Linked DNA regions of Mus musculus: regions 1, 2, 3, 5 and 6 are each linked to region 4. The links are chromatin contacts, called in public HiChIP or PLAC-seq and Micro-C maps. All regions are on one chromosome and are shown on one strand. The core of a region is the stretch at or near the end of the contact, and the rest is flanking DNA. Distances in the headings are between cores, read along the strand shown. Region 1 holds the start of Slc16a1 (solute carrier family 16 (monocarboxylic acid transporters), member 1). Region 2 holds the start of Kcnd3 (potassium voltage-gated channel, Shal-related family, member 3). Region 3 has its middle 36 kb from the start of Tafa3. Region 4 holds the start of Cttnbp2nl (CTTNBP2 N-terminal like). Region 5 has its middle 5.2 kb from the start of Gm34548. Region 6 has its middle 14 kb from the start of Gm34490.

The links. A called contact is a pair of places that touch in the nucleus more often than the background predicts. HiChIP or PLAC-seq counts read pairs in DNA pulled down with a chosen protein or histone mark.
Region 1: a contact with region 4 is called in a Micro-C map of embryonic stem cells, with 3 times the contacts expected there. The contact joins the promoter of Slc16a1 here to the promoter of Cttnbp2nl in region 4. A contact is called at or near these places in 3 of 39 promoter capture datasets (3T3-L1-derived adipocytes, embryonic stem cells and macrophages), 4 of 484 Hi-C or Micro-C datasets (embryonic stem cells and regulatory T cells) and 2 of 115 datasets of contacts at active chromatin or transcription factors (embryonic stem cells and pancreatic cancer cells).
Region 2: a contact with region 4 is called in an H3K27ac HiChIP or PLAC-seq map of embryonic stem cells, with 2.3 times the contacts expected there. The contact joins the promoter of Kcnd3 here to the promoter of Cttnbp2nl in region 4. A contact is called at or near these places in 3 of 39 promoter capture datasets (cranial neural crest, embryonic stem cells and neural stem cells), 2 of 484 Hi-C or Micro-C datasets (cerebellum and embryonic stem cells) and 4 of 115 datasets of contacts at active chromatin or transcription factors (embryonic forebrain, embryonic hindbrain, embryonic stem cells and 1 more).
Region 3: a FOXA1 HiChIP or PLAC-seq map of pancreatic cancer cells shows a contact between it and region 4. The contact joins the enhancer-like site here to the promoter of Cttnbp2nl in region 4. A contact is called at or near these places in 7 of 39 promoter capture datasets (cranial neural crest, embryonic stem cells, hippocampal neurons and 4 more), 1 of 15 datasets of contacts at CTCF or cohesin (embryonic stem cells), 8 of 484 Hi-C or Micro-C datasets (CD4 T cells, CD8 T cells, cerebral cortex and 3 more), 18 of 115 datasets of contacts at active chromatin or transcription factors (astrocytes, bone marrow-derived macrophages, craniofacial prominence and 7 more) and 3 of 9 other capture datasets (adipose tissue, macrophages and pancreatic islet).
Region 5: a FOXA1 HiChIP or PLAC-seq map of pancreatic cancer cells shows a contact between it and region 4. The contact joins the enhancer-like site here to the promoter of Cttnbp2nl in region 4. A contact is called at or near these places in 4 of 39 promoter capture datasets (embryonic stem cells and stem cell-derived epiblast-like cells), 4 of 115 datasets of contacts at active chromatin or transcription factors (embryonic stem cells, extraembryonic endoderm stem cells, microglia and 1 more) and 1 of 9 other capture datasets (liver).
Region 6: an HNF4G HiChIP or PLAC-seq map of pancreatic cancer cells shows a contact between it and region 4. The contact joins the enhancer-like site here to the promoter of Cttnbp2nl in region 4. A contact is called at or near these places in 4 of 39 promoter capture datasets (embryonic stem cells, hippocampal neurons and stem cell-derived epiblast-like cells), 1 of 484 Hi-C or Micro-C datasets (the G1E-ER4 cell line) and 3 of 115 datasets of contacts at active chromatin or transcription factors (embryonic stem cells, extraembryonic endoderm stem cells and pancreatic cancer cells).

What each region holds. Positions count from the first base shown.
Region 1 is chr3:104,636,600-104,640,144 of GRCm38.p6, forward strand. Slc16a1 (solute carrier family 16 (monocarboxylic acid transporters), member 1) reads left to right here and starts at 2,065. Exons shown (of 5, transcript NM_009196.4): 1 at 2,065-2,229.
Region 2 is chr3:105,449,827-105,453,559 of GRCm38.p6, forward strand. It overlaps Kcnd3 (potassium voltage-gated channel, Shal-related family, member 3), which reads left to right and starts at 2,064. Exons shown (of 8, transcript NM_019931.2): 1 at 2,064-2,891. Kcnd3os (potassium voltage-gated channel, Shal-related family, member 3, opposite strand) reads right to left here and starts at 3,129. Exons shown (of 4, transcript NR_040759.1): 1 at 2,727-3,129; 2 at 1,689-1,844; 3 at 1,303-1,602.
Region 3 is chr3:104,739,531-104,743,365 of GRCm38.p6, forward strand. No RefSeq gene overlaps it. Among named protein-coding and RNA genes, the nearest start is that of Tafa3, 36 kb to the right of the region's middle. Within about 2 kb of position 2,566, at least 32 of the 459 cell types and tissues checked have an H3K27ac peak or open chromatin away from gene starts, as enhancers often do. A contact at or near this core is called in pancreatic cancer cells, where this site is marked.
Region 4 is chr3:105,051,679-105,055,662 of GRCm38.p6, forward strand. It overlaps Cttnbp2nl (CTTNBP2 N-terminal like), which reads right to left and starts at 1,275. Exons shown (of 6, transcript NM_001163332.1): 1 at 1,222-1,275.
Region 5 is chr3:104,673,663-104,677,218 of GRCm38.p6, forward strand. No RefSeq gene overlaps it. Among named protein-coding and RNA genes, the nearest start is that of Gm34548, 5.2 kb to the right of the region's middle. Within about 2 kb of position 1,684, at least 184 of the 459 cell types and tissues checked have an H3K27ac peak or open chromatin away from gene starts, as enhancers often do. A contact at or near this core is called in extraembryonic endoderm stem cells, liver and pancreatic cancer cells, where this site is marked.
Region 6 is chr3:104,539,531-104,543,678 of GRCm38.p6, forward strand. No RefSeq gene overlaps it. Among named protein-coding and RNA genes, the nearest start is that of Gm34490, 14 kb to the right of the region's middle. RefSeq lists an enhancer at 1,004-3,141. Within about 2 kb of position 2,006, at least 124 of the 459 cell types and tissues checked have an H3K27ac peak or open chromatin away from gene starts, as enhancers often do. A contact at or near this core is called in extraembryonic endoderm stem cells, hippocampal neurons and pancreatic cancer cells, where this site is marked.

The DNA.
Region 1 (3,545 bases), core at 815-3,314, 410 kb before region 4:
AGTTCACCTTTTCAAACCATCTCCCTGAACAGTTACCACAATAACACTTCGAGTACCCCCACTTCCGTTTTTTGTGGTGCTGAAGGTCTAAACAGGGGCCAGACTCCTGCAAGCTAAATGTTGTACCACTGAATGTCTTATCCTAACAACCCTAAACCACTACTGTTTTAAGTTCCAACCACCCTAAAGACCTGAAGAGCTTTTCCCTTCTATGTATTTATCAGATGTAAAAGACAAAATATTGCTCATAAGCAGCACTTGGTGGATTTCAAACTGGATCCTACTAAGAGTTCCTAGTATGAACTCTTCATACTGAAAGGAGGCAGAGGGGAGCTGAAGGCACACAGGGCCTCTTTGGTTTTTTGTTTTGTTTTTCGAGACAGGGTTTCTCTGTATAGCCCTGGCTGTCCTGGAACTCACTTTGCAGACCAGGCTGGCCTCGAACTCAGAAATCTGCCTGCCTCTGCCTCCTGAGTGCTGGGGCACACAGGGCCTCTTTTCAATCTCTGGTTCTTCATCCACAAAACTAAGTAGAGGGCCTATTTCGGAGGATTAGGAAAACCAGTGTAGGTAGGGAGAGGTCGAAGAGCAAATGGCGGGGAGGGCAGGATCTTGGTATGCAGTAAGAGCCTTGGAAGCCAGAAGGCCTGACTTTAAAAAATATTCTCACTGGGTGTGATGGAGCACATGCCTTTAATAGCAGCACTGAAGCAAAACCAGGCGGATCTCTTGAGTTTGAGGCCAGTCTAATCAACGTTACAAGTTTCAGGCCAGCCAAGAGAATACATAATAAGGCCATGTCTCAAAACACAAAATTAAACAAATAATCTTAGCGGTAGGGAGACAGAGGCGGGTTGATTTTTTTTTTTTTTTCATGTTTGCTCTCTTAGTTCGAAGCCAGCCTGATCTACATGATGAGTTCCAGGCCAGGTGGAGCTATACACACACACGAGGCTATCTCAAAAAAAAAAAAAAAAAAAAAAAAAAAAAACAAGAAATCAAAAACAACCAACCAAATACCCATCTCGTAATAATAAAAATATCAAGGGTCCTGGCCATCAAGAGTACTCACTAGTTTACCACTTCAAGACACTTTGGAATCTGGGCTTGGTGAAGAACCGAAAATGGCTCTTGTGACACCAGGCTCTGTGGCTTTGACTTTAAATGTTGGCGACTTCCTAGCCTGGTGACTTCTGCCAGTTAACCTCGTGAAGCCCGGGGTTCCTTAGTTACAAGATCTTCTTGGCACCTAATACGGTTGTGAAGATCATACAAGATAATTCTGGTACAGTGCTTACTTAGCATGCAACTGTCCTAATCCCACTAGCCATAATCCCGACCCGTCCCCCAAATCCAGTGTTCATAAACTTCTGGCCTAAGAGCATGCTCATATCAGCGTTTCCAACGTACACACTCTCTGCCCCGGGGCCAGTTTCTCCTGACCGGCTTGTCCTTAAACTAAGCGTTCATCAAATGCCACAGGTCAGGCTCTGTGACGAGATACTTGCGTAAAATCGCACATTAAACTTCCTAACGCCTCCATAGTGGCTGATGTAGCGCAAGGAAACAGGCCCGGAGGGTTCCAGCAACTTCCCAGGGTCCCCGAGCCCGGGTTCCAGGCCCACATCGGAGTCTACCAGTGTCCGTCCATTCAAAATGCTGTTCAGTCCCCGGACTCCGACGGTCCATCGCCTTCGCCCTCTGCACCTCAGGGTCCGCCCTCAGGGCAGTTTTTTTTTCCCCTTTTCTCCTCCAGAGCCTGAGGGGTGAGGCCCACGATGGCGTCCCCGGCACGCGCCAAAAGAAGCTACCCCCTCAGAGCGCTGATAAGGATGTGCGGGGTCTCCGGGCCGCGGCGCCGGGTCACGTGGCGGGAAGGGGGGCGCCGGCGCGCGCGCCCGAGCGAGCGAGCGGGCACGCGCAGCCCGCAGCGTGTGGAGGCGCGAGATGCCGAGCTGGGAGTATGTATGGCAGGGAGGGGGCGGCGGCCGGGAAGGCCGACTCCACCCCCTGTGCGCATGCTCCGGCCCCCGCGGGTTATAAGGCAGCCGCGCCTGCCCCGCCAGACAAAGTGGCGAGCTGCGACGTGACTGGTCGGTCGTGTAGGTGCAGCAGCCAAGGAGCCCGGCGGCGGGCAGGGGACACGAGCGGGACCCCCCCGGCTCCGAGGAACTGCGGCCCGCGCCGCCGCGTCACGCATACTCCGGGCGCCGCGAGACACACATAACGGTTAGTCCGGGCTGAGCGGGCAGCGCGCGGCACGGAATCCGCGGTGCCCTTGGTGCCCCGGTGGGGTCGCGGAGCCCCGCGGGCACGCGGGGACTTTCCTCCCTGGGGCAAGGGTCGGGGCGAGCGACGCGGCATCCTGGGCGCGCGGAGCCGCGTGGCCCGGAACGTGGCGTGGGTGAAGGGGACCTTGAGGCGCTGGGCACAGCGTCTCTCCCGGCCGAGCTGCGGGCCCGTGGTCAGGTGGCGGCCGCCGGGCTGCGGGAGTCGGGTCATGGTGCCCGGTGACCTTGGGGGAGACGCTTCCAGCGCTGCCTACTCTAGGCGCCTGGAGAGATGCTTAGGTCGGGAAGAGGGACGACCTGAGGCCGCTTCACGTGGTGCACTCCTGCCGCCTTCTGCTGGGGCGGGAGTTACTTAGGACTCGTGGCATACCCGCCCAGCCTCCCCGGTCTGCCAATCGGTGTCCCACCAGGTGACTTGCTAGAGTGGTGTGAGGAATGTGAGGAGCTGCATTGCGGACCGCCGGTACAAGACTACGGGGTTCGAGTGAACTTTGAGGAAGGGGCTCTTTATGGTCCAACCTGTGGCTTCGGCGCGTCTGCCGCGGGCACGGGGTCCCAAGGCATCCCTGTGGAGCAGATTTAAACGTCCTTATATTTGGTCAGAGCACACTTTCTGGGCCAAGTACATCCCTTTGCCGAGTACATTTTAGCTTTTCTTTATGATGGCGTTTTTGGTGCAACCAGCAGTTACGAAAACTAGCGTCTGATCACTCAACCAGGAAACGCACGTGTTACTACTTCAGTCTTTTCCCGTTTTCCAGTGGCTCATTATAAACTGGCGGGCTACTGCTAGTAGTTACACAGTGACAAACTACTTTTGTTTTTTTTTACCCATAACTAATTTTGAAATCTTAAGGCGTCATTCCGCTTAGGCTCGGGGTGTGTTGCTCAGTGGCATGAGTACCTACCTGCCTGGCCTACCATGCCTGAGGCTCCAAAGTTTGATCGTCGGCATTGAAAAAAAATTACTTTGGTTTTAAATGAGTATATGCTGATGTGTGAGATTAGTAATTGTACGAGAGTTTGGGAAAGGGTGGATGGGAATTAAATCAAGCAGGGTGGGTTTTTGTTCTCGTGTTTTGCTTGTTTTTCTCAGCTGAATAAGAGACTCTTGAATTTATTTATTCATCATTCATTTATTTTAATTAAGTGGTAAATGGTGCTTCTAAGTCCAAGTCTTCGGGGATGTGTATGTGTGTGTGTGTGTGTGTGTGTGTGAGAGAGAGAGAGAGAGAGAGAGAGAGAGAGAGAGAG
Region 2 (3,733 bases), core at 814-3,313, 400 kb after region 4:
GACTTTCAGTTCCTATTTAAAATGTCTGAATTGGGAGCATCGACAGGCTCCCAAATTAGCTTTTTAAATAGAAGCTGAGAGTTAAAGGAAAAGCGGCCGCGTCATGGGGGAAAAGCAAGTGAAAAATCCCGGCCAGGCTGGTCCAGAGGCAGAGGGGGGAAGGAGTCAACAGGCATGGCTAGGGAGATTCTAGGAGGAAATGGAGGGTACCCAGCATCTCCTGGACAGTGTCTCCTCCAGTGGCTTGAACCTAAGCCAGGTACCTTCTTTCTCCTCACCATCCAGCCTCAAGGAGAACTGTAAACAAAACCCACAGTGGCCTGAACTAGAAATCCAAGTCTCCCTTACTTTTCTTGAGATACTGGAGACAAAAAAAAAAAAAAAAAGAGAGAGAGAGAGAGAGAGAGAGAGAGAAAGAGAGAGAGAGAGCAGTTCACAGGCACTGCACTTAGATTGCCAAGTATGAGCATCTGAGGATCGGGATTGGAGGATGTGGGGCAGGGTGTGAGTGTCCTGTCTCCACAAATGGCTTACAAAGTCCCAGAGACCACAAGCTGTCACATTAGTAGACCACTCCAAGAGTCTAGTGGTGTTCCCTCCCTGACAGTTTGGGGGGCTCGATCCTGGAAGTACCTTTATGTTGCTGAACAATGGCAATGCCGTACAGGAAATTCAAACTTCGACAGAAATAAGATATTATATTTTCACTGCTCCAAAACTGGACAGAAGGTGTTAGATCAAAGGAAAATGTCACTACTGGGACCAGGCTTCTCAGAGACAGAGAACCTTCTCTCAGGAGTCAATTCAACTGAGATTTAAAAAACAAAAAAACAAAACAAAACCCCACCACCACTAGCAGTAGCAACAACAACAAAAACCTCTCCCAAATAGAGGAGGGAGGGAGAATCCTCGCCAGGGCCTTCCCTGAATTCTTCCAGGGTTGGCCAGGGAGTGGCAGTGTTGTTAATCATTAGTACTGTATGCAAATGAGTATGCAAATCTCACGGGGTTCTTGGACTCTGGGCAAATGTTAATGGGGTCCACACCCACCTCTTGAAGGGCCAATTGTACACCTTTCATACTGACAAACTTAAAGGAGCTTTGGTTAGGGTAAGTGAGCCTATGAAAAAGAAGCTCAGAAGTACTGGAGGCCCAGAGTAGCTGAGACCTCAATAACTACTCCTCGACTTGCACTTCTGGAACAGGATCGGTTTGCCACAAACCAGAAACCCTATTCTTGACTCACGCCTTCACCCTCTCCGCACATTTCTCTTTCCTCTGCTTTTGTGTTTCAGCACACACCTTTCCATACTCAGAGCTGCCATCTCTCAAGCCAAGGCGTTCCGGTCCGGGCAGAGGCACGAAGCTGCTTGCTTCGCGATCTCCAGGCTCGGGAGTCCCAGCACCCAGGCCGGAGACACAGGGAAAGCCGGCCACGGTTTGGCTTAGCAGCCAGGACTGGGCTCTACTCTGCTGCCGCGATGGTCCTGGGACTCTCAGCTGGATCCTATGCTCCCGTGGTTGTCCCACTCCTCACGCTGGGTCCGAGTACTAAGCAATAGATAACTCTGGGCTCTGGAAAGGATCCAGGGCCTGGGCCCGCTTTGGAAAGATAGAGAAATGAGAGTTCCTAAATCCCCAGTCTTAATTCTGGGTATTCGTGGTGGGGTATTGGAGCGAATCCTGACCTTCTGGCCATGTGTCAGAGGTCACTCCTGAACGACAGTGGCTCTTACGCGGAGATAAAGGCAGTTTGTCTTCCGTGGGATCTTCCCAGCTTTGGCAAACACACCTGACTGTTCAGGGTCAGCCTGTAAGCTTGCGCGGCGACCAGCTGCACCTCACTAGGTGACCAAGGAGAGGAGTTAGTTGCTCTACCGCGTGGACAGTGAATGGGAAACAGACAGCCAGTTAAGTGTACACACCCCACGCGCATACACGCCAGCGCTCCCTACCACCTCTTCCTAAGTCCCCAGCCACACACGCCCCCGAACTCACGATCACGCCGCACGCCCGGCTCCTCCCCCACCCCCAAGCCAAGCTCACCTTGCCACGCTCGCCCCATGCCCACCCTCGCCGGCACACGCGCTCACACTCGCGTCCGCACACTCCACTACCACCTCCAGGCACACCCTAGGATTCCTCCACTCTCCTGGGGAGACGCACCAGGCTCTGCCTAGTCTCCCCGCCTCCCCCCCCCCGCTGCAGCCCCCCCACTCACGCGCGCGCCCTACACACACACACACACACACACACACACACACACACACCCTCGCGCAGAGTCACTCCCCCTCGCACGCCCTCGCCCTGGGCACCCTCCGGCGGCTAGGCTCCCGGGTCCTCCTCCTCGCTCCCTCCGCAGCCTGGCCGCTCTGCTCTCTCGGGCCCGGCCTGGGGCCGCTCGGCCCGTGGGGATCGGTGGGGAGCGGAGGGCGCAGCCTCGCCGCCTCCCCCGGACTCTCCTCTCCGCCCCGCCCGCGCCGCGCCCCCACCGCCTCCTCGGGAGAGGCAGCCCGTGGCCGGCCCGGCTCCGCTCTGCCCGGCATCAGCGGCGGCGGGGGCAGGGAACGAGCGAACCGGAGCTCACGAGCCCGAGAGCGGAGCGGCTAGGCGGGGAGGGGACACGCTGCCAAGCCCGGGCTGGAGCGGCGGTGGCGGTGGCGGCGGCGGCGGCGGCGGCAGCGGGGGAGGAACGGCCCCACGGACGGACCGACGCACGAACCGACCGAGTGAAGGAGGGACGAGCGAGACTTCGCCGGCGAGGAGGAGCCGCCCGAGCGGCGGCTGCTGGGCGCTTCCCCGCGCTGCTGGGCGCTCTGCGCCTCGGCGGCCCCTGGCCTCAGCTTCCTCGCGCGCGCGGGGCGCGGGGCCTGGGGCTGGCTTCGGCGAAGGTAAGAGGGAAACGACCGAGCCTCCCAGAGACAGCAAGTGCGAGGAGCGCTGCTCCCACGCCTGTTGCTCCCGCTGCCCACGCGGCACCCTCCCACTCCCGCGCCCGGGTGGGTGGGCGCTGGGGCGCCGGAAGGATTGGGGGTGGGGCCGGGCCGTGGGGGAGCAAGCAGCCGGCCTGGGGGCGTCGGTTCCCTGGGCTGCAGAGCCACCTCCGGGCACTGGGGCGCCGAGAGGTTTGGGGGTGGGGGTGTGAACCTCTGCCCTCTTGCCATTGGCCTGCCTTCCCTCGCCGGGCGCCAGGAGCAGCGCCCCGGGACCTGGCTGCAGGTGGCGACGGTTTGCTCCGTCCCCGCTCTTTGTGAGCTGAGAAGAGAAATGGCTGAGAGTGGAAGCTGGGAGCCGTTTGGGGCGCTTTGCAAAGTTCTCCAGCCAGGCGAGCCTGTGTTTGCCTGTTAGAGGATGAGGCTGGTCCAGCTCGTCCTGCCTGGCACATCTTTTCTTTCCCGGGAAAGGTCCCATAAGTGTCCCGAGAGACCATAGGGAAGGGGGTTCAAATTTGTTTTAACAGAGTGTTTACACTAGGGATGGGCAGAGAAGTTACCTGGAAATCAACTAGATTCCTGTGCTTTCTTAGTGCTGGCATTTAATTCAGCCCACGTTGTTCTCCTTTTATCCCGGGCAGCCTTGATAAGTCAGCAACAGGCTGAGAGGTTCCAGACCTGAAATCAAGGCAAAGAAAGTCTCCGTGTATTTGACGGAGCCTCTGAACTTTCACGGGGTGATAGGCGGCACAATGCAATCAGTAATCAGGTTTTACAGGGTGGTCATGCATGAATGTAGG
Region 3 (3,835 bases), core at 1,316-3,815, 310 kb before region 4:
GCTGATGCAGAGGCCATGGAGGGATGTTCTTTACTGGCTTGCCTCACCTGGCTTGCTCAGCCTGCTTTCTTATAGAACCAAGACTACCAGCCCTGAGATGGTCCCACCCACAAGGGGCCTTTCCCCCTTGATCACTAATTGAGAAAATGCCTTACAATTGCATCTCATGGAGGCATTTCCTCAACTGAAGCTCCTTTCTCTGTGATAACTCCAGCTGTGTCAAGTTGACACAAAACTAGCCAGTACAATTGACCCCTTGTCAACTTGACACACAAAAACATCACTAGTAAGCCTCAACCCTTACAATCTTATTCATCCCCATTCTAAATAACTTTAAAAGTCCCACAGTCTTTACATATTCTTAAATTTTCAATCTCTTTAAAATATCCATCTCTTTTAAAATTCAAAGTCTTTTTACAATTAAAAGTCTCTTAACTGTGGGCTCCACTAAAACAGTTTCTTCCTTCAAGAGGGAAAATATCAGGGCACAGTCACAATCAAAAGCAAAAGTCAATCTCCAACTGTCCAATGTCTGGGATCCAACTCACAATCTTCTGGGCTCCTCCAAGGGCTTGGGTCACTTCTCCAGCCAGGCCCTTTGTAGCACACGCGTCATCCTCTAGGCTCCAGATGCCTGTACTCCACTGCTGCTGCTGTTCTTGGTGGTCATCTCATGGTACTGGCATCTCCAAAACACTGCATGACCCCTTCAGTCCTGGGCCATCAATTGCAAATGAGGCTGGACTTTCACCAATGGCCTTCCATGGCCTCTCACAGTGCCAAGCCTCAGCTGTTCTGCTCAACTCCTTCATGCCTTCAAAACCAGTACCACCTGGGTGACTCTTACACATTACCAAGTCCAGCCACAGCACAAGGTACAACTTTGGCTATATCTGGAACACAGCCACTGTGCTCTCAGAAAACACTTCCCAGAAGATGTCACCTCAATGATGCTGGTCTCTTCTTAATCACCGCTAATTTCTTAGCTCCAGCTAACCAGCATCAATAGTCCCAGTAATGCAAAGCTTTTGCTTCAGTAGTTCTGGTATCTTGTTAATCACAGCTGATTCTTCAGCCCCAGCTAACCAGAACTACAGAATCTTCACAATCAAAACAGCAATGGCCCTGAAAAGAGTCTTTAATTTTCCCTCTGAAATTTCACAAGCCAGGCCTCCATCTTCTGCACTGTTCTCAACATTATCTTCCAAGCTCCTACACAACATCCCACAGAGCTCTTAACAACAAATGGATCTTCAAGACCAAAGTTCCAAAGTCCTTCCACAGACCTCCCCAAAACATGGTCAGGTTGTCACAGGAATACCCCACTCTGCTGGTACCAATTTGTCTTAGTCAGGGTTTCTATTCCTGCACAAACATCATGACCAAGAAGCAAGTTGGGGAGGAAAGGGTTTATTCGGCTTACACTTCCATGCTGCTGTTCATCACCAAAGGAAGTCAGGACTGGAACTCAAGCAGGTCAGGGAGCAGGAGCTGATGCAGAGGCCATGGAGGGATGTTCTTTACTGGCTTGCCTCACCTGGCTTGCTCAGCCTGCTTTCTTATAGAACCAAGACTACCAGCCCTGAGATGGTCCCACCCACAAGGGGCCTTTCCCCCTTGATCACTAATTGAGAAAATGCCTTACAATTGCATCTCATGGAGGCATTTCCTCAACTGAAGCTCCTTTCTCTGTGATAACTCCAGCTGTGTCAAGTTGACACAAAACTAGCCAGTACAGCATGTATGTGCACTACTTACATGCCTGGTACCTGGAAAAGCTACGGATTTCCAAGGAGCTAGAGTTACCGACAGTTATGGGTCACCATGTGTACAGAGAGTTGAACCCAGGTCATCTGGAAGAGCAACCAGAATTCTTTTTCCCTTTTTTCTCCCCCTATTTTCTTTTTCTCTTCCTTCCTTCCTTCCTTCCTTCCTTCCTTCCTTCCTTCCTTCCTTCCTTCCTTCCTTTCTTCCTCCCTCCCTTCCTTCCTTCCTTCCTTCCTTCCTTCCTTCCATTCTTTCTTTCTGAGACAGAATTTCTCTGTGTAGCCTGGCTGACCTGGAACTTGTTCTGTAGACCAGGCTGGCCTCAGAGATCGACCTGCCTCTGCCTCCCAAATGCTGGGATTAAAGTCCACCACTCCTAGCACAACCAGTATTCTTAACCACTGAGCCATCTCCCCAGTCCTAGTCCTTCTAATTTAAGATAGGTAGATAGATAGATAGATAGATAGATAGATAGATAGATAGATAGATATAGATTGTTTTTTAGATATGTATTTGGAGGTCAGAGGGCAACTTTCAGGAGCTGGTCCTCCTATCACCATGGAACCCAAGAATCAAAGTAAGGTTATCAGGCTTGAGCAACAAGCACTTTCAATGTCCATCTCACAGGCCCCCAGCCATGGTCTTTCTGTAGAGGCCAACAGTATGTGGACACCCAGGTTCATCAGGGCAGGAATAGAGGGCATCAGTGAGACCTCTGAAGGTCTCCGGTTGGAAGAACAGAGCTGAGTTAGATGTTTGCAGACCTGAATGCGGAAGGGCTTTTATTTTCCCTGTCAGCTCCCGTCACTGAGTCACTAGGAACTAGGATAGTTTGCACATGCTTGCCCAGGGAGTGGCACTGTTAGGAGATGTAGACTGTTTGGAATAGGTGTGTCACTCTGGGTGTGGGCTTTAATGTCATCATCCTAGCTACCTGGAAGTCAGTATTCTGCTAATAGACTTCAGATGAAGATGTAGAGCTCTCAGCTCCTTCTGTACCATGCCTGCCTAGATGCTGCCATGCTCCTGCCTTGATGATCATGGGCTGAAGCTCTGAACCTGTAAGTCAGCCCCAGTGAAATGTTGTCCTTATAAGAATTGCCTTGGTCATGGTGTCTGTTCACAGCAGTAAAACCCTAACTAAGACAGTTATGGCCAGTTTTCATTGTCAACTTGAACAAATTAAATAAATCTCGATGGAAACATACCTCTGGCCATGTCTATGAGGCTGTTTCTTTCTTCTTTTTTTTGTTTTTGTTTTTGTTTTTTCGATACAGGGTTTCTCTGTATAGCCCTGGCTGTCCTGGAACTCATTTTGTAGATCAGGCTGGCCTCAAACTCAGAAATTCACCTGCCTCTGCCTCCCGAGTGCTGGGATTAAAGGCGTGCACCACCACACCCGGCTCTTCTTTTGTTTTTTTTAGATTTATTTGGGATTATATTTAAGTGCACTGTAGCTGTCTTCAGACACACCAGAAGAGGGCAGATGGTTTGAGCCACCATGTGGTTGCTGGAATTTGAACTCAGGACCTTAGGAAGAGCAGTGAGGCTGTTTCTAACAAAGGAAACTGAGGAGGGAACACCTGCTCTGAATGTTTCAGACTGAATACAAAGTAGCAAGAGTGTGGAGCCCCAGCATTCATCTTTCTCTGTGTGTCCTTCCTGACGGTGGATGCAGTGTGACTAGCTGCTCTTGCTGCGTTCCTGCTGCGGCGCTACTCCCTCAAACTGTAAGCCAAAAACCAACTCTTTCTTCCTTAAGTCATTTTGTTATGTATTTCATCACAGTAATGAAAAAGGTAATTAACACATATCTCCTCCAGGAAATTCAGCTTTTCTCAGAAGGAGAGCATGCATCTCTGGGGACCTTGGGTGTATAGCTCCCTTCCTGGTTCTCATCTGACTCATCTGTGCTTGGAAATTAGAAGATTGTTGGATTAAAAAGAAGCTACAAACAGACTGCAGCTGATCTGAAGGTTGTTCACTGAAATTTCCCTACTAGCTGTGGGCTTTGGGGGCTGGGCAGAAAGGTTGCCAACAGTTCTGATGAAATTCAAACAGCTGTGGG
Region 4 (3,984 bases), core at 25-2,524:
TTTTAATGCTTTAAATTTTGGTTGATGATGATGGTGTGCTAGACACCACCACATTACATGTATATTCGTTTCCTTTGAGGGTAAAATCCCACTATAAAAGAGGGGTGAGACAGTACTCAGAGGCCACAGGACCAGATTAATTATAAACCTAGCCAACTGAACCTGAATTTTGTTCAAATACTTCCTGTCTTTTGTTTCAACCTGCCATACACCTTCAAGGTTAACTGCAGTTTCCCTGAGCAACGGACCAGCCCACTCCAAATTGGGAGATGGGGACTCCTTCTGCAAAGGCATTTACTGACTCCTCGGCACCATTTCATTTGAAAATATGGTATTATTCAGTGACTGTCAAACAATACACACTGCATTCCTACCCACACAAGGCCAGCTCTGCTGAAAGCTAACACACCCACCTTGCTATGAAATATGCGGATGCTTCCCTACTAAGTTCTCAAGAGAAGAAACCGGGTAGAAAGCAAAATCGAAAGGCAACTCAAACCTAAAAAGCCCCTAAAAGCTGGTTTCTCCCAAAAGAAACAGAAAGGGCAAGAAAGGTACAAAGGGCGATGGGAAGAAGATAATGTATAATTTAAGCCGGGGAGCTTTCAACACTCAGAAAGAGAATACAGGATCTGGGGAGGCTGTAGGAGCAATCACAGGCTGGGGGATGGGAAGAGCTAAAAGAGGGGGAAAGGCCGCTTTGGCTGTTGGAGGTGTCTGTCTGGGTTTCGTCTTTTTTTCTCCCCCTCGCCCATCCCTCATAAGGAAAACGCTGGTTTGTGTGTGTGTGTTTAAATCTTATACAGAACCCTAGTTCTGGACCCACGCTTGCCAGCAGGGACAGATGTGGGAAAGGATGTCTGAATTCGCAGGGATCCAATATAGGGGTGGGGGCTGCAGCCTAGAAAACGGTACCCACCAGTACCACTCTGAGGCTAGGGCTGGGCAAAAGGCGACCTAGAGTGAGACAGGTCAGGAGGAGACCCCTGCTGAGGGGCGGAGGCTAGCGAGAGACAATGAACAATCGTAAAGACCCCGGAGGATGCCGCGACGCCTCCTTGGGGAATCCCGGGATCTGGAGGCGGCGGCCCCGCCCCCTAGGGGGACCATCCCTACCCCGACAGGGACTTCTGCTGAAAGCCACTCACGCTCCGGGCCAGGAGGCTCTCTCGGAGACCCGGCTCCCCCGGCACCGCAGAGCCCCGAGCCCACGCTCCGTACCTGGCCTCGGCGCTCCGGGATCCTTCCCCGCCGCCGCCTCCGCCGCCCGCTCCCCATCCCCAGCCTCCCAGGACCCGCCCCTTACCCGCCGGCGGCAGTGACAGGCAGATACCCTCGCCAATCATAGCTTTACCCTTGCGGCTCTGAAACCAATCCTCGCCGCCTGAAGGCGGGGCTTCTCCAAAGTCATCCCGGCTCCTCCTGGGGCCGCAAGATCCCTTTTGTTTGGGAGAGCCAGGCTGGGATTGAGCTGGCGTCACTTCCGGGAGGAAGTACCCTCCTCTGGTCCGCTGGAGTCTGTGCTCGCTCTGGTCTCCGCCCGGGTTCTGCAACTTTTCAGGACCCTGGGAACACCTTGTGGTGGCTTAATTGAGGGTTTATCTAAAATGTGAATAAAAGAAGTGAGTTTTAGCGTTTGTTTTCGAATTAGTATTGAAAACCTAGTAACGTGTCTTCTTTGCCCCCCCCCCCTCTCTCTCTCTCTCTCTCTCCCTCTCTCTCTCTCTCTCTCCCCCTTGGGTGTGGTGCTGGAAAGCAAGGGCGCAAGACCATCTTCTTTACCACATCACACTATGTACACAAAGGGAGACGCTGGGGTGGAAGCACCTGGTAGAGAGCATAACCCCTACCGACTTGCCTTTCAGGGCAAAGCCAAATAGCTGCAAACTTACCTGGTGTTTCCCCACACTGTGCTTGCCATTCATGTATGTGGGGGGCTATTTTATATGTTTGGGCCCCGTCATACCGTGGACCATGCATTTGTAACGAAGCCGAAACGGAACAGTAGGATGAGGGGAAATGGCTGGCCTCTTGAGCACAGGAATGCAGATCTTAGTGATAGAAACAAGACCTGGAGGGAAGAGATTGCACTCTACCATACATAGCCTGCACTTCAGCACCACAAGTGACTGAACTGTTTAAATAGCCGCATTGCTTTAAAGAACTTGTAACACGTACATATAAGAACTCAAGTATTTGAGTGCACAAGTAACATATTACGCGGAATACATTATTCCTAATTTTCACAATATTCAGCAAGAGACTATTAGGGACACACACACACACACACACACACACACAAAAAGCCCTCTGCTCATGGTTCTCAACCTGTGGGTCACGACCCCCTAGACAACCATTATAAAAATATCTACATTACAATCTAGAACAGCAAAATTACAGTTATGAAGTAGCAGCGTAATTATGTTTGAGGGAGTCACTATAACATGAGGAACTGTATTAAAGGACAGTAGCACTAGGAAGGTTGAGAACCACTGCCCTAGGCAAACAGCCCTCGAGACAGGTACAGTTTACAGTCTGGGTAAAGAGATACCCAGCCCAAGTAATCACGGTTTAGAGGAAGTCAAACAGTATTTCTTGTCCACACAGCGCTTCGTTCATCCATATACTATCTGTGTCAGTGCTGTGTGGGAAGACTGTCTTACCCTGCAATGTGGATAGCACTGTAAGAAATTAAGATGAGAAGACGAAGTCAAAGAAACCAAGAGAACCGGAGGAAGGCTATAGAGTTAAGAACTGGAAAAGAAAAATGACAAGAATAACACCAAATCTGTGCCACAGTCTGCTAACCAGCCACCAGTTTCCACCGGGGGTGGGGGGGGGTGGGGGGTGGGGGTGGGGGTGGTGGGGGGGCCTGTTGAGAGGGAAGGGTGGTGATTAGCATAGCAGCAGAGTAAAGCCAGCAACTCCATTGCAGGCTTGGAGACAGCATGCAGAGATGCTACAGTACAGCCCCCGTGCTTGTGGAACAATGACCTAGAGCACTAAGAGTTTCGCAAAGACAGCATGCTCTGTATTCAGAAAGACAGCCTTGTTGGATAGGGTGTGCACACCTGTAAATCCCATCCTGTGGGAGATGGAGGCAGAGGAGAAGCAGGAATTTGAGATCCTTCTTGGCCACACAGTGTGCTGCAGACCACCATGGCCAAAGGAGACCTCTCAGAATAGGACACAATGTCCGAAGTGATTTAAAGTCACAGTATTAGGTATAGGAATAGTACCACGGAGCCTGAAAAGAATCCATTTCCTCCTCCTTCCTTTGCTTTGCCTGTGGGTATGCACGGAGGAAGTGTCTCATTGCCAGACAATGAGGCAGATGTGGGACAACAGGCTATTTTTCTGCTGGATTCTGACTCACTCCAAGATTTGCTCCAGTGAATCAGCTCGCCCAGCCTTCCTCTCCCTCCCTTTGTAGCTATTAATCCACCACCACCCATTCTACTCCAAAGCTGACCTAATGGAAACAGTACCATGTGACCCACATCCTTTACAGCACCGAGCAGCTCCGGACGGACGCTCCGGGTTCCTTTAAGCCCATTCCTGAGCCAGGGTAGAAAAGCTCAACAGGATGAGGTCATCCTTGCCTTGTAAGACTCAGAGTCCTGAGAATGTTTAGATGGCTTTCAACTTATCACCCCTGGGGTAGTGAACAGGCAGGGCTCTGCGCCTCAGATAACCTTCAGCCTTCAACGGTGTCTGTGAGTTCTGGAACCTTATGACTTAATGTGGAAAACTTGTAAATAAGCTTAGGGTCCTTGGCACGTAGAGCGAGAAAATAGGCTCACAATGTCTTGAATAGGTAAACACGGTCCACCGCGTTCTGGGGTATTTGGTGTAATCAGCTTGTCCATTAATATTTATTAAATGGTTCCCGTGTTCCGGCAACGACTTCATGTCATTTAAGTACTAAAAGATTGCAATTTGGGTCAATTTTTTCCCCCTTTTTTCCTCAATTGGCAAATGCAC
Region 5 (3,556 bases), core at 434-2,933, 380 kb before region 4:
CATGTGACACCACACCTGGCTTACACTTATTCTCAAAGTTTTCTTTTCTGTCCGCTCTCTTCTTCAGAGTCTCAGTATGTTGCCTGGATGGCCTTCAAACCTCTGGGCTCTTGTTTCTACCTCCTGAGTGGCAGGGACTTGGGGTGTGCACCACCACACCCAGATTAATATTGACCTCTTATCACACTTGTGCAGGCAAATTATAGGTCTGCTGTCTGGAGCCCAGGCCAACTTGTTAGGAAGGAGAAAGGCTCAGACACCCCTAGGGTTGAAAGACAATAAAATTTTTGTTTTGTTTTGTTTTGTTTTTTATTTGTTTACAGTCTCCCCTTAGCCCAGGCAAACCTGGAACTAACTCTGTAGTTAGGCTGGTCTCAAACCCACATTGGTTCTACCTTACCCTCTCAAGTGCTGGGATTACTGGTGTGAGCCATCATCACCATGCCCTGACGGGCATGCCTTTACCTACCTTACTCCTAAATTTGCAAACACCTCAGGGTAGTTTTGCAGCTGGTGAAACTGGAGTTGTGTTGGGTTAAGTCACTCTTGCTTATCAATGTCACGTGACCATTTGTGCATAAGCTAAGAAAAATCTTTTTTCCAGTAGTGAGGCCTGAACCCTGTCGCCAGGGCCTCTTAAGCAAATGCTGTCACTGAGCTGTGTACCCTTAGCTCCCTGACCTGAAATCTCCACCCCTTCACGCCTGACATTCATGACTGCTTCCCGGTGACCTTGTGTCCTGGATCCCTGCTTCTTATAGTCCTTCTTTCCCCTAGAGGCAGGCTCAGAAAGCTGTTTTCCTCTTACTCTTGTCTCGGGTCATTTGGCTGAGGAATTGCAGCTGCCTGGGCGGGGCTGGATGGTAGAGGTGTCTGGATCCGCAGAGAGGAAGCGACTGGAGTTCTCAAGAGTCCTGGGTTCACACTGACCCTTCCTGGTGTTCCCTGGCCCATTGCAGTCCTCCTGGGCATTGCCTAGGCTCCCCGTGTTTCTGCTTGCTTACACCCAGTCCTCAGGATGTCCTCTTCCCTTGCTAGAGCCTCAGCCTACGAGCCCGAAGCTCACATCCTGGGGGTTAATTTCTACCAACTCTAATGCCTTCAAATCCCAGGCTGAGCCTTCAGGCCAGGGTACAGCCTGCAGAGCTGACTCATGTGAAGTAGCTATTGGGTGACAAAGGTGAGAGTGGGCAGAAGCCTCCAGCTGCCCCTCCCATCCCTCCCCCCCCCCCCCAATCTGGGCTCCAAGCCACTGTCCCACGCAGCTTTCAGGGGGAAATGTCCTGATCTAAACTAAGACCAGTGCTATTTCCTGGGTCACAAGATCTCCACTGTGCCCCCTGGACAAATCTCGGTGACACCGGGTGCTTGAGCTGCATGGCTGGACAGGCTCCAGGCTTTGATGCAGCTTCTGCTTGAGGCGTTTACCCCAGCAGCTTGGCCAAGCTAAAGCAACCATTCATCCTGACTGTTTCCAAATGGGGGACTTCCTCTGATGGGAAGATCGTCTGATTCTAATGGGGTCTACATCTTGCCTTAAGTGCTGCTCCTAGAAGACACTAGCGCCAGCCCCCTGGGAGTAGAAACTGTCTACTCCCTCCCACCTACACCTCTGGAGAAATCCACGCACCCACCCTCACACCCCAGTACTGCGGTCATTCCTAACACAACACACCCCAGTGACCGCAAACATCCTCCCTCCTACACACAGCTGGACCTGATCTACAGAGGCGTTAATTCCTCAGGACCTGAACAGCGGCTGTTCCAAGTCCAGGGAGACCTCACGCCGACCTTCAAGGAACAAGAGAGGGGCCCGTCGCTGGACACCCAGGATGGTCTCCGCCCACCCTCTTTCCCATCAAAGCCTTTTCTCCGACATAGCTCCGTAGAGACAGTTCAGGCCCTTACGTGGCAGTGTGCGGCGCCCTCGTGTGGCCCATAGCCACCCAGCACGCTGGCCCCCTGGACCTTAGCTTTACCTCGGCTCCCCTGGCACACCTAGGTGTCCCCTCCCCCATCCGCTCCCCCCAGCTGTCCCCACCGGATGTCAGAACTCCACCTATTCCTGTACGGTGGCTTCCTGTCGGTCAGACCAGGTTAACCTGCTCTTTCCATTAATAGGAGGCTTTGAGAGTCTGGAGCAGGAATCCTGCCACGCTTAGCAGATGCCCTGCTGAAGTGAATTTCCTCATGTGTCTGTCTCCCTGCCCACTCTGAAAGGGCTTCGTCTAGGAAGTGAAAGAAAGGAAAACAAAAACAAAATTACAAAACCAGAGTAAGTTCGCAAGAAAACCAGAGTCACCCATCATCAACTGGGCTTTGACAATTTATCCACCGGAGGGAATGCGAGCTGACTTTCAAGCGTTAAGATTTATGGGAGGCTATTGGTACTGGGCACATAGCTAAGGCAAAGATAAGTCAATCATGCTTAGTGGAGCCAAAACCAGGTTGTTTACCAACCTTCACTGATGATAGTGACGATGATGATGATGGCAAAAAGAGAAATAGCTGTAATTCCAAGTAAGCCAGTTTAGCTGTTATGAATAGGAAATCCCCTTTGGGCTAACCTGTACAAGCCCAGTTAACCTATCTTTGTGAGGTTTTTTTGTTTTTTGTTTGTTGGTTTGTTTGTTTTGTCTTTTTGTTTTTTGAGAAAGGGTTTCTCTGTATAGCCCTGGCTGTCCTGGAACTCACTTTGTATACCAGGCTGGCCTTGAACTCAGAAATCCGCCTGCCTCTGCCTCCCGAGTGCTGGGATTAAAGGCATGCGCCACCACGCCCGGCTTCTATGTGAGTTTTTGTTGTTTTTTTGTTTTTGTTTTTGTTTTTGAGATGGTCTCACGATGCAGCAGCCCTGGCCAGCTTGGAACTAACAGAGATCTACCTACCTTTACCTCCAGAGTTCTGGGATTTAAAGAGTGCCACCTTTTGATTGGCTGATTGATTATTTGATGCTGGGAACTGAACTCATATCAGAGTCTTAGTCACTCTTCTGCTGTTGGCATTGAACACCCCCCCCCCCACAGCACCCCCACCCACCCCCCACCCATCCACCCCCCACCCTGCTGCCTCAAGCAAATCTGCTTTTCATTTTGTTTCTACTTCTTCAGACCCCTTTTCTATAAGGCAAACTCCAGGATGTGTTGTTGTGACTCATGAACCACAAATAAAAGGCCTATGATTAAGTTTATTGATTTGTTAACGACTCTCCTCCATTTTAAGGCATAGCCTTATGCGGTTCAACTGGCCTGGGACCCTTGGTCCTCCAACCTCCGTGCAAAGGCTAGGATGACAAGTATCTGACACACTGGCCGGCTTTTGTTATTTTCTTTGCGAATTTGTTTCTGTCTTTATTTTTTGAGGCAGGATTTCTCTGTGGCCTTGGCTGTCCTGAAACTCACTACTATTTAAACCAAACTGGCCCTCTGACACTATGGTTAGCCTCATTTTTAATCATTTACTTAATTTGAGGGGGGGGATTCGAGATAGGGTTTCTCTGTGTATCCCTGGCTGTCCTGGAACTCACTCTGTAGTCCAGGCTGGTCTTAAACTCAGA
Region 6 (4,148 bases), core at 756-3,255, 510 kb before region 4:
ATTTATTTGGGGGGGGGGGGGTGAAACAGAGTTTCTCTGTGTACCCCTGGCTGTCCTGAAACTTATATAGATCTGGCTAACCTTGAACCCTTACATCTACCTACCCCTGCCTCCCAAGTGCTGGGATGAAAGGTGTGTGCCTGCTTTCTTATAAAACCCAGGATCACCAGCCCAGGAATGAAACCACTCAAAATGGGCCAGGTCCTCCCCCGTCAATCACCAATTGAGAAAATGCCCTACAACAAATCTTTTTTTTTTTTTTTTTTTTTTTTTTTTTGGTTCTTTCGAGACAGGGTTTCTCTGTGTAGCCTTGGCTGTCCTGGAACTCACACTGTAGACAAGGCTGGCCTCGAACTCAGAAATCTGCCTGCCTCTGCCTCACAAGTGCTGGGATTAAAGGTGTGCGCCACCATGCCTGGCCCTACAACCAATCTTATGGAGGCAATTTCTCAGTGAGGTTCCCTCCTCTCAGATGACTGTTGTGTCAAGTTGACATAAAGCCAGCCAGCACACTCATCGATGATGATGATGGTGATGGTGATGATGGTGATGATGATCCCTCCCTCTGAGTCTTATTCTGCAACCCTAACTGGAACTTGCTACTATGTAGACCAAGGTGGTCTCAAATTTAGGTCTCAAATCCTCTGCCTCCCAAGCACAGAGATTGCCACAATGTCCAGCATGCTTTGATTTTTACATAGATTACTGGCATATATTTGGGGTCATAAATATAAAACTATACAAGTCCAAACATCTAAACATGCAAAAATGTACCTAGTATGCTGCTGCATGCATTTAACCTCTGCACTTAGGAGGCAGAAGCAGGCAAATCTCTATGAGTTCCTGGCCACTCTGGTCTACATAGAGTATTCCAGGTCAGCCAGGACTACATAGTGAGACACTGTCTCAAAAAAGACAACTAAACACAAACAAACAAACAGACAAACAAACAAAAAATAGTGATGCAGAGATGTGGTCTGAGTTTTATCTAAAATGTTTGGGTTGAAAGGCTTGGCTTCAACCACACATACTCATCCGATTTACAGGCGGTTAGGGGCAGAGTTCAAGTGTTTCATGACATCAGAACGTTCTGTAGGATTTGGCTGGAACTCTTGCCTCCTCCCTACCTGAACCTTCACCCCCACCCCCGTCCACCTCCCACATTTCTGGCCCACTTTCACCCCAAACCTTTTGCAACCGTTTAAATAATTTCCCACACCTGACCAGGAAAGGGGCTCCTGGGCAGGAGCTGAATCTGCTACGGAAACCTGGACTTGGGTACTGAGAGCTGAGGCACTCTGGAGATCCGTACAGTCAGAGACTGGAGGAAATGGGTCATTGCTCATGGCTGGCAGGAGCTACTGCTAGCCTGAGCTTTTATGCTGGGAAGAAATCCTTGCTCTTTCAACCAATGACCTACATGAACCTTCATTCCCAACAGCAATAAAGTGGGGCAATAAAGTTGGAAAGAAAAGCTGACTCCACAGCTGTGGGGCAAGAGTTCCCTGGCAGGAAAAGAAAGGCTGAAAGACCTGGTGCTTTCCCGGGACGAAAAAAAAAAAAAAAAAAAAACAAAGAGAGGCTGAGAAAGGAAGATTGGGGGCAGGAGGGGGACGCTGAGTCTTGACTAAAGCCTATAAATGACTGCACACCAAAAATTTTTATCACTTTTCTTCTTCTGTCTCCCTATTTTATTAAACATCCTGACTGTCCAAGGTGAGGTAAGGGTGAGCTAAAGGGGAAAGCGGTTGCAGAACCAAATCAAGTGTGGAGCTTGGAATCATGGGAATAGTGGGGCTCTTGGCAGAACTCTGCTGTTTGCTGGCTGTGCCCTGGAAACACCCACTGCATTGGCTAAATCTTCCCAGCAAACGCTACTTTACCATGATTTTGTTACATCCTGAATTGGTGACCTAGTGACCTTTTTGGTCTTGTCCTCTCCTCTCCCTCTACTGCTCTTCCTCTTTTCCTTGGCGTCCTAGAGTGTCATTTACCGGTGGGCAGCAGAGGGCGATCTGGCCCCGAAGAATGACCGAGTCGAACCCCTGGGCTTGCTAATGACTTGCAGTTCCATCAACATAAAGTGACAAAGGGACATTGTCACGAAGCCTTTGCCTTTCCATTCCAGAAGGCGCTACTGTCTTGGCTGACCCCTTTCCCCTCCCTCCCACTTCCCTTGCTGCGTCCCCCTCAGTCCACAGCAGCGGAAAATGAACGGGGTCCACAGTGGAGAAAAAAACAAACCCCAGGGCCTGCTGAGGGAAAACCGTAGGAAAGTGACCGGCATTAACAGCTGCAAGAGTTTCTCTCTCTCTCTCCATCCCCCACCCCATCTCCCAAACCTCAGCATACCTAATTATCCCCTGCAGGACTTGTTAAAACACAGCTTCCTGGGCCTCACCCTGGAATTCTGTTTTAACAGCCTGGACGGGGCCAGGCGTTTGCATTCTTGCCTTTTCCAAGGTATTCCGAGGGAGCACAAGGTGGGGTTTGGAGCGGCGTTTATGAATTCCAATGCAGAGATAGGAGTAGACTGCAGTTTGGGTCAGGGGCAACATTCTGGTGAGATGACACCCCCCCCCCCCCCCAGATCCTTCTGACTCCAAGCTAGAAGACTTCATAGATCAGCCAACTCCCTCCCTGGAAAGGAGCTGAGAATGTGTCAACAAAAGCATTGTTTGGAGGGGGGCTGAGTCCAGATAATAGGCTGCTTCTCCACTGACTGCTTCTTTCATCCGCTGGCTGGAGAATCAGAGTCGGCCTCTCCTTCACCCCTGAGCAGAGATGGCTTCTCCTCCATATTAAAATAAAGAATTATTCCTGAGCCCAGCTGTCCTTGTTTAGCACTCTCCAGATCCAGGACCTCCAGGGTGGCAGAGTCCTGTGTGGAATGAGCCCTTGTCCTCAAGACACCAAAAGTCCTTTCAGTCACTTAAAGAGAATTCCTTCTGTTTACTGCTGAGAGATAAAAGACAGAAAAGTATTATGGCCTACATATTAACCCCCATGTGATACTGTTAAGAGGGAGTACCTCCCAAAAAGGGTAAGCCAGGCCAGCACCAATGCCTCCAGCCCAGAACTAGAATGCCAGGCCAGCAAGGAGTCCTCAGCTAGACATATTCTCAAAGTGGTGGTGGTGTGTCTCTCTCTCTGTGTGTGTGTGTGTGTGTGTGTGTGTGTGTGTGTGTGAAGGAGAGAAGGACAAAGAGAGTGAGCCTTTTTTTTGGTTGTTTGGTTGGTTGTTTGTTTGGTTGGTTGGTTAGCTGTTTTTTTTTTTTTTGGTGCTGGGGATCAAATCCAAGACCTCATGAACCTAAGCAAACCTTCTACCACCCGACCAAGGGGGGGGGGGGCTATTGGGAGGCAGTTGGGTCACCAGGGAAGAACCCTTGTAAATGAGGTTTAAGGGTTGATATTTGTCCCTTGCAGACAGTGAGAGGGCACATTAAAATCATTTTCTCATGAGGCTGAAGAGATGGCTCAGTAGTTAAGAGCACTGGCTGTTCTTAACCAAAGGAGCCCGATTCAATTCCCAGTACCCACGTGGCAGCTCACAACTGTCTGTAACTCCAGTTCCAGGAAATCTGACATCCTCACACAGACATACACACAGGCAGAATACCAGTGTACATAAAATGAAAATAAGTTGCCGGGCATGGTGGCGCACGCCTTTAATCCCAGCACTCAGGAGGCAGAGGCAGGCAGATTTCTGAGTTCGAGGCCAGCCTGGTCTACAGAGTGAGTTCCAGGACAGCCAGAGCTATACAGAGAAACCCTGTCTCGAAAAACAAACAAACAAAAATGAAAATAAGATATATATATAAAGAAAAACATTGTCTAAACAGAGTAAGAGGACACATACTCGTAATATCATTTGGAAGTGGAAGGAGGAGGATTAAGAATTCAGAGATTGACCCCTGAGCTCTTGACTCTAGCTGCATATGTATCAAAAGATGGCCTAGTCGGCCATCACTGGAAAGAGAGGCCCATTGGACACGCAGACTTTGTGTGCCCCGGTACAGGGGAACGCCAGGGCCAAAGGGGGGGAGTGGGTGGGTAGGGGAGTGGGGGTGGGTGGGTAAGGGGGACTTTTGGTATAGCATTGGAAATGTAAATGAGCTAAATACCTAATAAAAAATGGAAAAAAA